Linked DNA regions of Cricetulus griseus: region 1 is linked to region 2. A link is a contact called in public Hi-C data. All regions are on one chromosome and are shown on one strand. The core of a region is the stretch at or near the end of the contact, and the rest is flanking DNA. Distances in the headings are between cores, read along the strand shown. Region 1 holds the start of Manbal (protein MANBAL). Region 2 holds the start of Blcap (bladder cancer-associated protein).

Evidence for each region. A called contact is a pair of places that touch in the nucleus more often than the background predicts.
Region 1: a Hi-C map of the CHO-K1 cell line shows a contact between it and region 2, with 6 times the contacts expected there. The contact joins the promoter of Manbal here to the promoter of Blcap in region 2. A contact is called at or near these places in 6 of 8 Hi-C or Micro-C datasets (the CHL-YN cell line, the CHO-K1 cell line, the CHO-S cell line and 2 more).

The regions. Positions count from the first base shown.
Region 1 is chr6:22,177,324-22,181,965 of CriGri-PICRH-1.0, reverse strand. It overlaps Manbal (protein MANBAL), which reads left to right and starts at 1,937. Exons shown (of 4, transcript XM_027421272.2): 1 at 1,937-2,377.
Region 2 is chr6:21,971,545-21,976,285 of CriGri-PICRH-1.0, reverse strand. Blcap (bladder cancer-associated protein) reads right to left here and starts at 1,940. Exons shown (of 2, transcript XM_027421260.2): 1 at 1,804-1,940. It overlaps LOC103158741 (a long non-coding RNA gene), which reads left to right and starts at 1,995. Exons shown (of 2, transcript XR_003486460.2): 1 at 1,995-2,129.

The DNA.
Region 1 (4,642 bases), core at 688-3,187, 210 kb before region 2:
CTTGCCTCAGATACATGGCAATCTTCCTGCCTCAGGCTCCCAGGTGCTGAGATTGCAGGTGTGACTCACCATGTCCAGATGATTTGCTTTTATAAAGATCCTGTCTCCACAACTTGGTAAAAATCACTTTCTGGTATGACAACGAATACAGCAACAGGGTGGTGGATCATGGCCTCCATGACTTCCTTAAGAAACTCTGGACCCCAACAAGAACATGAGAGGGAGAGGTCCTCACTGGCTGAGGAGTCCCTTTCCCAACTGGCCCCATGATACTGAGTGTCTTCCCCTCACGGTTTCCATCCCAGACCCTTGGAAGGAGGGGCTTAGGGAGCCAAACTCTCTTGATTACCATCGATAAAGTTTCTGTACCACCACCACCCAAAAACGGATCCTGTCTCCAAATAAAACCACATTCTGTAGTGAAGGCTGGTTCCAATATATCTTCAGGTGGAGGATATATAACTCAAGTTATCAAACATCTTCCTTGCTGGGCATGATGGCTTACACCTTTAATCCCAGCACTAGGGAGTCTGAGGCAGACAGATCTCTGTGAGTTCCAAGCCAACTTGATCTATGTAGCGAGTTCTGATCCAGCTAGGGTGACATAGTGAGACCCTGTCTCAAAAACAAACATCCCCCAAACGAAATCACTGCCCTTACCCAGGCTTCATACTGACCCCTTTAAGGCAGATCCTGTATTAAATATTTGTTCCCTTCAGACCTCTGCTCCATCTCTGTATTAGCTACTTTTCTTTACACACACACACACACACACACACACACACACACACACACACACACACACACACACGGCATTGTCTCATCATGTAGTCAGGCTGGGGCTTTGCTTGTTACTAGTAGCTGGCAAGATCTAGCAACATACACACACACACACACACACACACACACACACACACACACACACACAGTTTTTCTTTATACACAGGCCAGAAGAAAGCTTTTGATCCCCTGGAATTGGCCTTATAGAAGATTTTGTGCTACCATGTGGGTGCTGGAAACTGAACCCAAATCCTCTGCAAGTGTCGCAAGTGTTCTTAATCACTGAGCCATCTCTCCAGCCCTTAGTTACTTGCTTATCGCTGTGATAAAATACTTTGACAAAAGCAGTTTAGGAAGTTTGTTTTGGCTCCTAGTTGAAGATTAAAGTTTGTCTTTAGGAGGAAGTCACAGCAGCAGGAGTCTGGAGCAGCAAGTTTGAAGTTTCATCTTCAGTGCTGGAAAAGAAAAAAGAGGACAGAAGTCCAGACACACAACTGATTTGGGGGCTGCGGATGGCTCAGTGGGTACTTGATGAGCAAGCATGAAGATCTGAGTTTGAATCAAGTACAAAGCCAGGTGTGGCCACCCGTGCACCTTTAGCCCAGTGCCAAGGCAGAGTAGAAGGAGTATTAACAGGGCTTCCCTGTCTCCAAGGAATGAGGTGTGACAGAGCTGGACACCTGGTACACTCCTCTGGTGTCAGCCTGCATAGGTGCGTGCACACGTGTGCATACACCACACCCATACCCACCCACCCACCCACACCAACACACAAATAAAAGATTCAGGGGTCCGCTGTTCTGGGACTGGAGATAGTTTATCCGTTTGGCTGCCATTCTGAGTTAGCTGTTGACAGGAGGCTTGGTAACTGCCCATGTGACCCTCACGATGTGGGACTTCCCAGGAGTGATCAAGGGAGCAAAGAGGAAGTGGCAGTGTTTTTCTGACTTAATCTTGGAACGCAAGCTCTGTATTTTTCCAATACCCATGGGTCACGGTCCTCAGCCCCATTTAGCATAGGAGGAGACTATAAAAGGCATGACTGTCAGGCACCAATAACATCACTGCCCCCTGTGGAGGCTGGCTACCACCCTCGGCCTAAACTCGGCCCCCTTTCGCCCACTGAACTGACTGTCTCACTTAATCCAATACTCTGTCATTTGCCTTCCAAACACTTAGCGCTTTATGGATTCCATATCCATTATGTGATTTCATCCTCTGGCTGCGTTTTAATATATTATAGTGACTTTTTTCGTCTGAATTATGACACGCGAATCTGTGTGTCCTCCCTCTTAGACTGTGGGTTTCCAGCTCAGACTTAGAACCAAGTTCTAAACAGTGTGGAGACTGTAATCAGGCAGGAGGACCGCTCCAAGTTCGAGGCCAGTCAGGGCTACAATGTGAGGCCGTCTCAAGTCAAACAAAAATTCATTAAGGCTTCACCCTTCAGTGTGCATTTGCGGAAGAGCGAGCAGAGGAGGCCGAGGAAGCCCTATCCCCAGTAAAGGCGGCAGAGCGGAACCTGCGGACGCTTTGGGCGCATCGCTTCCGGGTCGCAAGGAAACACTTCCGGTGCAGCGGATCGGCGGCACTGGAGGTAAGTATTCAGGGGCCGGTGGTTCGGCGGGGCTCACCCGCGGGCGGGAGCGGGGCGGAGCTCGGGCTGCAGCGGCTTCCCCCGGCTGCGGAGGAAAGTTACTTGCGGTGGGCAGGCTGCGAACCGAGGGGACGGGGCCCTCGCTTGAGCCCGAGCTCGGGTTCTTCAAGGCCAGTTGGAGCCCGGGCATGCATCTCGGGGTGCCCTGTATTGATTGCTGTGTAACCTCGGCATCTGGCATTTTCCTTTCTCAGTTTCCTCCTCCGCAAAGGGGCGCATAAGCCTGTGCAGAGGACGAAGAGACCGTAAATGGGAAGGTGCTCAAGGTGCACAGTTATATACTTGAGAGAAAACTCTAAGAGAAAGGGAAGACGATGCAGTGGCCTCCCACTTATTTGCGGTTTCAGTTAACCTGAAAATAGTAAGCGGAAGACTCCAGAAAACAAAAAGCTCGTGGCTTTTAAAGTGTGTGTTTTTGAATAGCGTCTTGAAGAACCCAGTGGTAGAGTGCTTACCCAGCGTGCTGGGGTCCCATGTTCAGTCCCCAGCACTGCTCTGCCCGGCCCCCCCAAGAAAGAGTATCATGGTGAAGTTTCCCCCCTTCCTGCTCCTCATATACATCATCTTGCTCAGCGGATCCCTGCTATGTATGCTACCCACTCATTAGTCGCTCAGAACAGCTGACTGTGTTCAAGTAACCCTCTGTAATCAGCACAAGGGTAGTAATGCTAGTCTTTGGGTTTTGCCAAAGCAAAGCAAAAAAGTGCTACCGTTAGGTAAAAAAGTTCTTGAAATAAAATAAGCCCATAGGCTAAAGTTTCTAAAAACTTTGGTAAGAGCAAATATTTTGTTGTTGTTTTGGGTTTTTTGTTGTTGTTTTTGAGACAGGGTTTCCTTGTAGCACTGGCTGTTCTGGAACTCACTCTGTAGATGAGGCTGGTCTCAAAACTAAGAGATCGGCCTTCCTCTGCATCCTGAGTGCTGGCGTTAAAGGTGTGCACCACCACTGTCCTACAAAAACAAATCTTTTATCTGTGAAATTATGAAGGAGAAAAATTTGTGCCGACTATGGTGCTGCACCCCTGTACTCCCAGCATTTGAGACATGAGGTAGAAAGATAGTGAGTTTGAAGTCAGCCTGGGCCCAATTGCCAGACCTGTGTAAAAACACATTAGGGTTGGAGAGAGGGCCCAGTGGTGAAGAGCACTTGTAGCTCTCCCAGGGAGCCCAATTTCAGTTTCCAGCGTTCATACCAGGCAGCACCCAGCCAGCTCCATAGTGTCCCGGGCTTCTGGGCTTCTGGGCATGTGCACAATACAGGCAAACTCAAGCAACTACTCATAGTTAAAAATAAGTCTTTACAAAATTAAAAATCAGGGCTGGTGTGTAGCTTAGTTGGGAGAGTGCTTACCCAGCATGCAGGAAGCTGTGGGCTTTATCCTTAGCACCCACCATAAGATGTGTGTGGTACAGTACTCCCGCACTCCCGTTCTTGGCTGCATAGCAAGCATGAGGGCTACATGAGAACTTTTCTGAAATCTAAATAAATAAGTGGTAGTTTTGCTTTTGTACCTCATGTTGCCCAGGTTAAAGCCACAGTGCCTAGAAAGTGTTTACTTAGGGTAGAAAGGCCATTACATTTGTAAGTTAAAGACATGAACAAGAATGGCTCTCAGTTAAGAGCACTGATTGTTCTTCCAGAGGACCCAGCACCCACATGGCAGCTCACAACTGTCTGTAATTCCAGTTCTAGGATACCTGACACCCTCATACAGATATACATACAAACAAAACACCAGTGTACATTTTTTTTTAAAAAAAAAGTATTTCTGAAAAGAAAAGAATGTTGCATGTCAGACCTTTATGCCTGTGTGAAGGCTTCAGTCAGAGATTCTCTGAAACAAGAACACAAAGCCACTTCCTGGGAGTAAGGCTTGGTTACACAGGGTTAGAAACGATTTGTTCTGAAAAGCTCTGCATAGAAGCTGTAGGTACCAGTGAAGCCTCAGCCACATACCCACCAGAAGCAGAAGAACACACTGAATGCCACTGCCAAGTGCCAACAAGTGAGGAATTGGAAGGCATTACTTTTCTGTGATGGAAGATGTCGGTGAAGCAGAGCTAGCAATGTGGTCATTATCAAATATTGCCAATGCGTTTCAAACTCTACATGCCCCAAATAGGATTATGGATTATGGTCCTTGGATGGAACAAAACATTAAAGGCATCCATAGGATTACTTTAGGACTGCAAACATTATTGATG
Region 2 (4,741 bases), core at 691-3,190:
TGTGTTCTCTCTCTCTCTCTCTCTCTCTCTCTCTCTCTCTCTCTCTCTCTCTCTCTCTGTCTCTGCCCCCACACCCCAGTCTATCAAAGTCTCTTTTTCCAGGTGACCACTGACTTCTTCCACATTCACCACAATCTTCTCTGGAAACGATCCTGTCTCCCTTCCACAGGGCTTATACCACAGCAGGATACAGATACCTGAACATTCTTGGGGCAGAGCCAGGAGACAGAGAGGAAGGCAATAAACGGCTCTTGGTAGATCACACAGTGACAAGCTTGCAATGAAACGCACGTGTTTCAAAGATAGAGAACAAGAACAGAGGGCAGCCTAACTCTGATTCCCCTTAGAAACAACAGACAAGAAGTTAAACTGACTTGGCAGCAACTTGAAGATGCTCACTTTCAGATACAGAATTGATCGGGTCCCTGGAAACTGACCAATGTTCCAGACACCCAATCTCTGAATAGGAATTCTTGACATTAATGAATTGTGATTTAAAAGAAACAAGTAAGCTCGCTCTAACACTTGGCATGAGCACATAAAACGAAACTTTTTTGGGTCCTGGCTTTGGTGTTGAAGTCCAGAAGGCTGACAGGATGGTTGAACCATGTCAGGCAGGGCAGAGAAGCCGTCCCCAATACATCAGTTCCCTGAAAGGGACAAAAGAAGATCCGAACCTATAAACAGAAAGAACCTACAAACCAGAACAGGTCCCAGTTTCCCAACTAAAAAGAAACATGGGACCTAGAAGGAAACGAAAAGTGGTTTGGAAGGAGGAAGGAAAAATCGATTGTCCCCATCCCCCATTCTTCCTTTCCAGGCCAAGGCGAGTGTGACAGGCATTCCATTCCTTCTGCTGCCCTTGAGGGCCACTCCCCACACACCGGAGGAGAGGGAACCGGTGTCCAGAATCGGTGAAAAGTTTGTGGGAGAAGGATCCGGGACCCGAAGCAGATGGTCACCCAATTACTCCAGATACCAAAGACAGGGTTGGGAGCCTAGTTCTCCCTTCTCCCCACACTTCTTCGGAAGGAGGGGAGAAGAGACTGAAGTGGCGAGGAAAGAGTGGCCCGCCTCTCAGAAGCTGAGCCCCTTGCCAAGGGCTCGAGCAGAGGAGGTGGTGGTCGCGCCCCTCTGTCCCAGTCCCATCCGGGGAGCTCGCTGACCTTGTAGGCAAAAGTAACAGCTAGAAGCCCCGGAACCCACCCTCGGGACAAGAAGGGGACACTCCCACCAAGGTCCAGATTGGGGAGAAGCCGGGCGGTCGCCCGACGCGGGTACGCCCGCCCCCGGCCGCGCGGAAGGAAAGTCCCGGCGAGGGGCCAGGCGGCGCCTAAGGTGACCCCGGAGGGCCAACATGGCGCCGCGGCCGCGCCCAGGACCTCTCACCCTGCCCAGGCGGGCGACGCCACGATACCTGCGAGCCCCGCCATGGCGCTGCCGCCACTGTCGCCGTCGCCGTCGCCGCCGCAGCCTGCCTCCACCTTAGCTCGCCACCGACGCCGCAGAAGCTGGGGAGACGCCCCCTTCATCTTCTAGTCGAGCGGCCCAAGGACCCCGCCCGGAATCGGGCTGTCCGCCGCGGACGCCTGACAGACAGGCCCAAATTGGGACTACTCTCGGGTACTTTTCCCTCAGTGTCCGGCACAAAACATCTTTCCTAAGCTATATATGAGCTAGAGTAAAATTAGGAGGCCTCTGAGTTCCTCAAGCCCGAGGAATTTTTAATCAGGCGCATTTGGGTAGCCCCGAACCTCTGGCCTATGGTCCCCTTATGCATATGCAGCAGATTGTGATCCTTACTGTTTGAGAGCGGGGCGGGCCGGCGTCGCTTAGTTGCCCTGATTCCCACTAAGCTCTTCTATCTTGTGGTCAACGCACTCCGAGAAAACATCTCGTGGCTCAGATCTGGCCACGAGATCTGGCCCTTTCAACCATGGGCAAAGAACTGGGCTCAGAACGTGGTTCCTTCTGGGTGATGAAATGGCTCGCCCCGGGCTTGTTAAAGTTTAGATGAGTCAGTGTGTTCACTCGCTAGCTAATTAGGCTCGGTCCTGGTCGCATACTATGCGCAAGCGCAATGCTGGCGGTAGACTTCGGCTCCTGACCCCAGTTTTCCCAACCAAGAGGTGAGACTATCACCCTGTGATCACTTTATCCTAATACTTTCAATCGTACCAGTACATAATTAGACATCGTGGGAAGCACTATGAGGCAAAGTAAGGAGAGTTACGAGAAATTAATGGGATCCTGGTTCCTGAAGAAGAATGAGTGTTGTTGGAACCTTCTTGGGCAAATTGAGTTTGTGCGTTGTGTGAGCCCAGGGGTATTGTTCCAGACATGAGGGTGACAATCCTAAGCAGAGTGGGAGATGAGCAAAAATATGACAGGCACCTTGGTCATGAGTTTGGATCTTCGTCTTGAGAGGCATTGGAAGCTGTTTTCTTAGGGGGAATGAAAAAGAATTTGGGTCTCTCTAAGACCACTGGCTTTTCAGGATTAGAAGACATGGAGGTGAGGTTCGGGATGAGAGACCAGCTAAGCAACCTGAACAGCTTTCCAAAGTCACGGTGACTCAGACAGGTGGTGGCTAAGGGAGTTAGAAGAGATCATATCAGACTCAACCGTGAGGCACAGGCATTGGTCTTAACTAGGAAGGGGTGAGGAGCCCTTACCCAAGGTGGAAAAGCTGGAAGAAAGACAGGCTGCTGGGGACAATCAGGAGTGTGACTGAGAAGTTGTAGCTGAAATGCCTGGGTATCCTGTCCATAGGGAGAATGGAGCTAGACGGGCTGCTAGGGCTTCCTCGGGTCGTGATGTTGCTGAGAAGCCAGGGTCAGAAGGAAGGAAGGAAAGTGGGCTAGGGAGGAGCCAGGAAAAGAGCTGGATGCAGTGAGCAGACTTTATTGTCCCCACTGCCACAGTCTGGTCCATAAAGCAGGGGTTCAAGTAGGAAGAAATACTCTGCCTGGCTGGCTGCTGTTGAGACAAGGGACACCTTGGATTTGGGAATGAGATGGGTCTGTAGCCTGTGCTCTTTTTGTTGCAAGTTAAAAAAGAAACCCATTGTAAATTACTGGTTTAAAAAGGAAATGGGTAGCAGATGGAGTCGCTTGGCAGTGTCACGGAGGACCTGGGCTCATTCCATCTCTCTGTTGTCCTTCAGTTGGTTTCATGCTCACACAATGGCCATCCCCATTCCCGGTATCACCTGTGACCCAAGACAATATTCATTCTTCCCTTAGTTGAGACTACAGCAGGCCTATGACCTCTTGTTGTTCAGTTGCTTATGAGCCCATAATGACCAGTGTATGGTACCTGGTACTCCCGTCATCCACAACAGGAGAAACCAGAAAGCCAGGAAGCTCTTGATTAGATAGATGAAAATGGGGCCGAGCACTGGCAGGGACAAGGCAACTCACATTCTTGTCCACAGCTGATGGTGCTGCACCCACTCTAGAAAACTCTCAGCATCTCCTTGTTCTCATCACACCCCTGTGCCATGCCCAGATTCTCCACGCCTGTGGACTGGGTCTCCCTGAAGCCCCATGCAAGACTGTCTTTAGCAGAGGAGTTCCTGGTTCAGCCAGTCTGGAGACAATGCAGTGTCCATCCACAGGAGAATGGACCAGTCCACAGTGCAGTGTGCAGTCTGTGGGATACATTTGACACTTGGTAGCCTCTCTTCTGCATGGGAGGTTAAAAAATGTTTGTAAAATATTTGCAAGGCATTCTTGTCATCATTCCCTAAAAAAAAAAAAAAAATCATAATGGAATAATTGCCTATGTAGCTCTTAGAGGCTTTAGCTCAGCCGTCTAGAGCTGGGCTGAAGTACATGGCAGGATGTGTGTAGGTTACCTGTAAATGCTGCACCATTTTATGCAAGAGACTTACGCATCCTCATATTTGGGGGCTTTGAAATCCCCTCTGAATTTTGAGGGACAAGTGCATTTTATACATAAATGTAACAAACCACTGACACATGAAACACTACAGATTGCTCTGACATACAGGATGTGGGCTAAAAGGAGCTGGGGGCCCAAGCCAATGCAAAGGGCATGATCCCATTGTTCAAAGGAAGGTGAAACTGATCCATGGTGATAGCAATCAATTAGTGGTTTCAGGGAGTAAGGAAAGGAAGGGAAGATGCAAAGACTTGGCTCAGGTAGGGGAAACGCCTATCAAGCTGGTCCTAAAGCCAGGGAACTTTATGTAGGTTATTCCTCAAGAAAAAAAAAAAAAGAAAGGAATGCTTTTTAAGACCCCACACGGGTTAGAAAGTATATTTCTGGTGTTTTCATGGCAGTCTGGGCATTGGCAAAGCCCAAGTGGCCAGCTTTCTTATGGGGATTCTGCAAGGCTGGAGGCAGGTAGGCTTCTGACCTCTGCCCACTAACCCATCTCCTTCCATCCGCAGGGTTGCCCACTTGGGGTCCTGAGATTTCAAATGACCCAGAAGCCCCTTCTGCCCTAAAATTTGGCTAAATTGACCTTGACTGCCTGCCAAAGCCTCCCAAATTGTCCCTACCCACCTGACACCCCACCAGGACTCCTGCTTTCCTCATCTCTGCAGCCTCTGAAACTTGTTCTTTCCTTTGCTCCCTTTAGAACTTCTCGTCTTCAATGTCAAAGTTTGGTCCTAGCCAGCACCCTTCCTCTCTTGGGCCTGTACTGGCCTCTCTGTTCTGACTCCTGTCAAACCCAGAACAATCCTTGTGATTGCTAGTTTTGTCAATGTGA